Regions from separate parts of the Hordeum vulgare genome. Here region 2 is linked to region 1. Evidence: chromatin contacts called from public Hi-C data. All regions are on one chromosome and are shown on one strand. Each heading gives the region's core, a stretch centred on a gene start, on an enhancer-like site or on the middle of the called end of the contact. The rest is flanking DNA. Distances are from core to core; before and after follow the strand shown. Region 1 has its middle 62 kb from the start of LOC123435209. Region 2 holds the start of LOC123435209 (arogenate dehydratase 1-like).

Region 1 (2,883 bases), core at 259-2,758:
AAATGATTGAATGTACACTCTAAAGTATGTCTATATACATCCGTATGTAGTCCACTAGTGAAATCTCTACAAAGACTTATATTTAAGAACGGAGGGAGTAGCATGCATGTATGCATGGTCTACCTTTTTATATGACGCAACATATATCATGCATGCTTGATCTATTTTTCTTCACTACATGAAATACTCGTGGTAATGAGGTGGTGGGGGCGCAGAATGTTATGAAATAACTGGCCACTAGTTATAATTTTAGGTGGCAAGCGTTGCAAAATAATACGACAACTATAATGTTTATAACAACTCACAAGCTTATACGAGATTTGAGTAGAATTAAACTGACCGACACAATAAAACACTACCACAACTAAGTTTCAGAACAATTGAATGTCCTTTTATTACGACACAAAACATAACAATTGAGGGTAGAATTCAATAGATAAATACAACAAACACCGTGATAACTATTTTTTTTACAATGATTGACAAGTTGTATGAGACAATATGATAACGAGGTAGGATTAAAATAACAAGCACAAAAAATATATGTGACAACTATGATTTTATAAACACCTACAAAATTTGTGAGACCACATGACAACTTGATAGAATTAAAATGACAAGTACATCAAAACATTTTACGAACTGCATTTATAAGCACCGACAATCTTTGTACAAAACGACATAAAAAATATGGTAATTAAGTTATTTTTATTGGGAAAGTAAATGGTTAATAATATAACAAGTGAGTGGAACAATGTGGCAATTACAGAAGGAAAAAAAAAGTTTGTCGGAACATGTTAACATGTGATCTAGTTTCAAAGATCTTGTCGCGATAAAGCCAACGGTGAAAACAGATCATCGATTGAATTAATGATTTTAAAGATAAAACTTTTTCAATTTCAAACATTAGAGAGAATCTTCACGACGTTATCATCGCATGCATGCATGGTGCATAGAGTGAAAATTAAGTCATATCTTATACTCCCTCCGTTCCTAAATATAAGACCTTTTAGAGATTACACTATGGACTATATACGGATGTATATAGACATATTTTAAAGTATAGATTCACTTATTTTGCTCCGTATGTAGTCTATAGTGTAATCTCTAGAAGGTCTTATATTTAGGAACGGAGGGAGTACTAGCTAGTGGTTCTTGTCTATCTAGATGCATGTGAAAGAAGTTGGTTTGATGAGCCGCCGCACGGCAAGACCAGCATGCAGCGCTGCTATGTAGTCGGTCCCTTTTTTATTTTGTTTTTTATATGTTCTGTCGCTTGCACGTGATTGATGCAAAGGAAGAGAGACAATGAAAAAAATAAATAAACAAAAAAAATGGTCCGAGATGGGGTCGTGTCTTATATGATGGACTGACCGGACACATTCACAAGTCCTCATTTCCTCCTCATATTTAAGATGAATTTGAGTGTTCGCAGACAATCCAGACGTATAAAGACCTTATAAAGGGTTCGGTTGAGTCTTTTTCTTTTCTTTTTCTCTACTGTTCGGTCATTGATAGAGCGTGTTCGTAGACGTATGAGTCCGGTTGTAAATGCTCTAACAGGTCAGATCAACTAACTCTCTGTCTTTTTTGGTTTTTGTTTTCAGATTCCTCACTACATATACCATGTGGTACCAACCCCGTGGTCTTGTCGTACGTGTTCCACGCATCTTCACATGGCCTGGAGCTTCAGAGTTATTATGAGAGGAGCGACACCTTAGCAAACTACACGATTTTTACTGGATCGTTGCAATTTCTGTTGTTTCCTGTCCGCGTCTGCACAAGTTATTCAGATCTTGCTGATCAGTGCTCACTTGTTACTTAGAAGCTGTTCGGATCCTCTCCGCTCCAAATGCGGCTCCCGGAGCGGAGGAAGCGCCAGCCTAATTTTAGGGAGTTGGTAAAACCGGGCTCGAATGGGAGAGATCCGAACAGGCTCTTAATCAGGCCGCATGTGCAAGGTGTACCGTATCTTGGGTGACCGTGCACGGAGACACGTGACCCCACGCTGGAATTATTTGCTTGCGCTTCCTGTGAAGCGGGAGGCGTGGTTGGGGACCGCTAATAAATATCTGGATCGTTGCTTAAGCTTCCTGCAAAGTGCAGTGAACCTGCATCATGTGTTCATGTGTGGTGGTCGAGTGGGGCTGTATCTGAATCCAACCAGCGGATTATCATACTTCAGATTCTTTTGCAAATTCAGTTGGCATCAGATTTGGGTCATGTCACATAGCTTTCAGGAATATATGATGCGGCGTCAGTCATTGAACACGCTCTGTACAACTGTCCTGCAGGAATGGAGACGCTCAAGTCCCGTAATAATTCAGGTTTCAGGAACAGAAAGGAAAGTTCCAGCCAGTCTGCCATGTTTCAGAAATTCTCAACCATCCCACTTTTGATCACATGCATGTAAGCCGGCTTTACTTCATAAGAAAGAAAGAAAAAAAGTGTGGCAGCTAAAAATAATACGGGTGCATGGCTGCATGACACATGGAGCTGGAGCGACAGAATAGGGATGTAAAAAAGTTATTAAGATCGACTTAATAATGTCATTCTTAAAGCATCTACAGTCGAACTTGGTAAATACGACCCCTATACGTCCGCGGACGCGTTCAACATGTCCGCAGACAGCGTCCGCTGGTTTCACATATATTGCATCGTATATTTACATACCTTAAATACCGATTCTCAAATTCATGCAATCATGCACGTCAAACACCCGATACAAATTGTGTGAATTTAACACTTCAAAAACAAAGTAAATCAAATTATAGTTCAACAAACGGAACATGCCAAAATAAAATCAATGTTCGAGCATGACGAATGGCTCGCTTGTCGGATCACTCGCCAAATGCCATCCATGCCGCGTGCTCGTCCTGTTCT
Region 2 (2,883 bases), core at 236-2,735, 62 kb before region 1:
ACGCATATGGTCCGTTTTGTGTCTAGGTCGGCCCATTTCCGGCGCAAACATGCGCCCGGCTTGGGTCCTGGCGGACAGCGAGCAGACGCGCTCGAGCCCTTCTCTCGTCCACATCAGGGACGCGTGGCAGGAGGACACCTACCTCCCACCGTCCGTATTTACTGCGCACGTCCGGTAGGCCCTGCCTGTCATCCATTCTGGCGGGCGGTTGTCGTTCTTCTTAAATGGGGGAAACCGTGGACCGGCACACGCAGACGCGTCCACTCCACTGCCTCCTCGGGACCGACACCAAGCCCTAACTCTCTGACCGCCGACAACAATGGGGTGATGGAGCACCGACGGCAAGGGGAAGGGGGAGCACGACCAAGAGGTTGGGTCCTCGTTCGGCCGCCGTCGCGGCGCAAGCGAGCTGCACCGTTCTTCTCCTCTGTGACGGTCTGCTCCAACAGCCTTCTCCATTGCCCCTCCGGACGCCTCGGCGCGCTCCCGGCAGTACGTCCAAGCGGATGTGTGCCGTCGCTACTGGGAGACAAGACGCCGCTCCCGTGGAGCGACGTCCACTTGCCGAACAACTGGCAACTATTCGCCCATCGGGTGCCGATTCCACCGGTGCTAACGAGTGGTCGTGCCCATCGCAACGAGATCCAACGCCGTCGACGTCGCCTCCCCGACGACCTCTACTACGACCCGAGGTACGCCGTGGATTCCCCTTTGTGGGACACTTGGTTTAGCGATGAGCACGATCTGCACGCGCACGTCCTACTTTACCGGCGAACACAACAACCAGCGGCCACGAAACAATGCTTTTATTAGTGTTTGCATTTTATTTACATTTTTCTGATATTTTTTTGTTTATTACAAAAAAATTAAATGCCGAACGATTTGGGGTTCAACCATGGGTTAGACACACGGACCCGACTACGGACCGTTCCAGATATGGACAGCTTCATTGTCGTCCCGATCGCACAGAATGCAATTCAAACAAACGTCCGGATGGAATCGCACTATCACATTGAGCCACATGAACGACTTTTCGAGCTTATCACCTTCTACACCCCTCCTGGACCCATATCTTACCATTAACAGCCACTACAGCCAGAGGACAACGGCTACCCCATCGATGCATTCACCCGCGACAGCGACGCCGCCGCACCAATCGGCCAGCCCGGAAAGCGTAGAGAAAAGAGCAACCGGCCGCTGCCCTGCCCGCCCGTCCACCCACGCGGCCAGGAGATCCGATGCCGGAGCTGGTGCCGCGACTCCGGGTCACACAAGAAAGAAGAAACCACGGGTCCAGATGCGCGCCGTGGCATCGTGTCGCTCGCGCCCGGCCCTACGGATTACGATTCCTTTGACCGCACTCACTTCAGCAACGACTGTGACACTGATGGTAACAATTGATGATAATTTGAGTTGATGATAAGCATGTACTATGAACCCGGTGGGAAATTTCTACACGAAGAATGAATAGTAACCTTCGGAGAAAAGGCGGCAAGAACTTGCGGTTGCGGTAGATAGTAGAATTATATAAGCAGCAAAGCCGACCAAGCCACTCTGGAGTCTGGAGTAGGAGCAGTAGTAGCATTTCAGCGTGTATAAAAAGTCAAGAAGCTTCCCCTCTCGACGCTTGTTAGCTCAGCTCCGACTCCAACCACCGTCGACCTCACCGCCCGGAAATCTATGGCCTACACCTCCTCCCTCCACCTCTCCAAGCACCTCCTCCTCCCCAAGCCCCACCGCGCCAGACCTTCCTCCTCCAGGTCGCCGTCCTTCGTCCGGGCGGCCAGGGCCGTCAACGGCGCCCCGCACGTAAACGGGCACTCCAAGAAAGCGCCCAACGGCAAGGTACAGATCAACGGCGCCGGCGCCGACGGCAAGAAGGGGCCCGGCGTCATAAACGGGAAGACGCACGTGAACGGCCATGACCGGATCCACCTGTCGGTGACCACGGGCGGAGGGGGCCAGGACGGGACGGGCCTCCGCGTGGCGTACCAGGGCGCGCCGGGCGCGTACAGCGAGTTCGCGGCCAAGACGGCGCTGCCCGGGTGCGAGACCGTGCCGTGCCGGGCCTTCGCGGACGCGCTGGCGGCCGTGGACCGCGGCCTGGTCCACCGGGCGATCCTCCCCGTGGAGTCCACCATGGAGGGCACCGCGCTGCGGAACTACGACCTCCTGCTGCGGCACGACCTGGTGGTGGCGCAGGAGATCAACCTCTTCGTGCACTACTGCCTCCTCGCCATGCCCGGGGTGCGCGCCACCGAGGTGCGCCGGGTCATCAGCCACCCCATGGCGCTCGCGCACTGCGGCCGCGCCCTCGCGCGCCTCGGCGTCGACCGCGAGCCGGTCGAGGACACGGCCGGCGCCGTCGAGATGCTGCGGTCCAACATGATGCTCGACACGGCCGCCATCGCCAGCCCGCGCGCAGCCGACCTCTACGGCCTCGACGTCCTCGCGCACGGCCTGCAGGATGAGTCCTGGAACGTCACACGCTTCCTGCTGCTCTCTAAGCCGCCGTCGCCGGTCCCGGTCCCCGTGGACGCGGACGCCAAGACCAGCATGGTGGTCGCGCACCGGGGCGGGTCCATGGCGGTGGTGCTCAAGGTGCTCTCCGCTTTCTCCTCCCGCAACATCAACATGTCCAAGCTGGAGGTCATCAACAACGAAGGGGGCGTCGGCGAGCCGCGGCCGCCGGTGATGATCCTGGACACGGGCGCCCGCGGCGCGCCAACGTTGCGCGCGTTCCCGCACGTCCTCTACGTGGACTGCGAGGGCGCCGCCGACGACCCGCTCGTCCGCGAGGCCATCAAGGAGATCGAGAAATTCGCCGTGTTCGTCCGAGTTCTTGGCTGCTACGCCGCGGACACCAACGTCTACGATCTGCAA

What was found. Hi-C and Micro-C count contacts between places; a contact is called where the count stands out from the background.
Region 2: a contact with region 1 is called in a Hi-C map of leaf, with 4 times the contacts expected there. The contact joins the promoter of LOC123435209 here to the enhancer-like site in region 1. A contact is called at or near these places in 2 of 6 Hi-C or Micro-C datasets (leaf and seedling) and 1 of 1 datasets of contacts at active chromatin or transcription factors (embryo).

The regions. Positions count from the first base shown.
Region 1 is chr1H:343,716,111-343,718,993 of MorexV3_pseudomolecules_assembly, reverse strand. No RefSeq gene overlaps it. Among protein-coding and RNA genes, the nearest start is that of LOC123435209, 62 kb to the left of the region's middle. Within about 2 kb of position 1,508, at least 3 of the 3 cell types and tissues checked have open chromatin away from gene starts, as enhancers often do. A contact at or near this core is called in leaf and seedling, where this site is marked.
Region 2 is chr1H:343,778,307-343,781,189 of MorexV3_pseudomolecules_assembly, reverse strand. It overlaps LOC123435209 (arogenate dehydratase 1-like), which reads left to right and starts at 1,485. Exons shown (of 1, transcript XM_045115558.1): 1 at 1,485-2,883. The coding sequence starts at 1,681.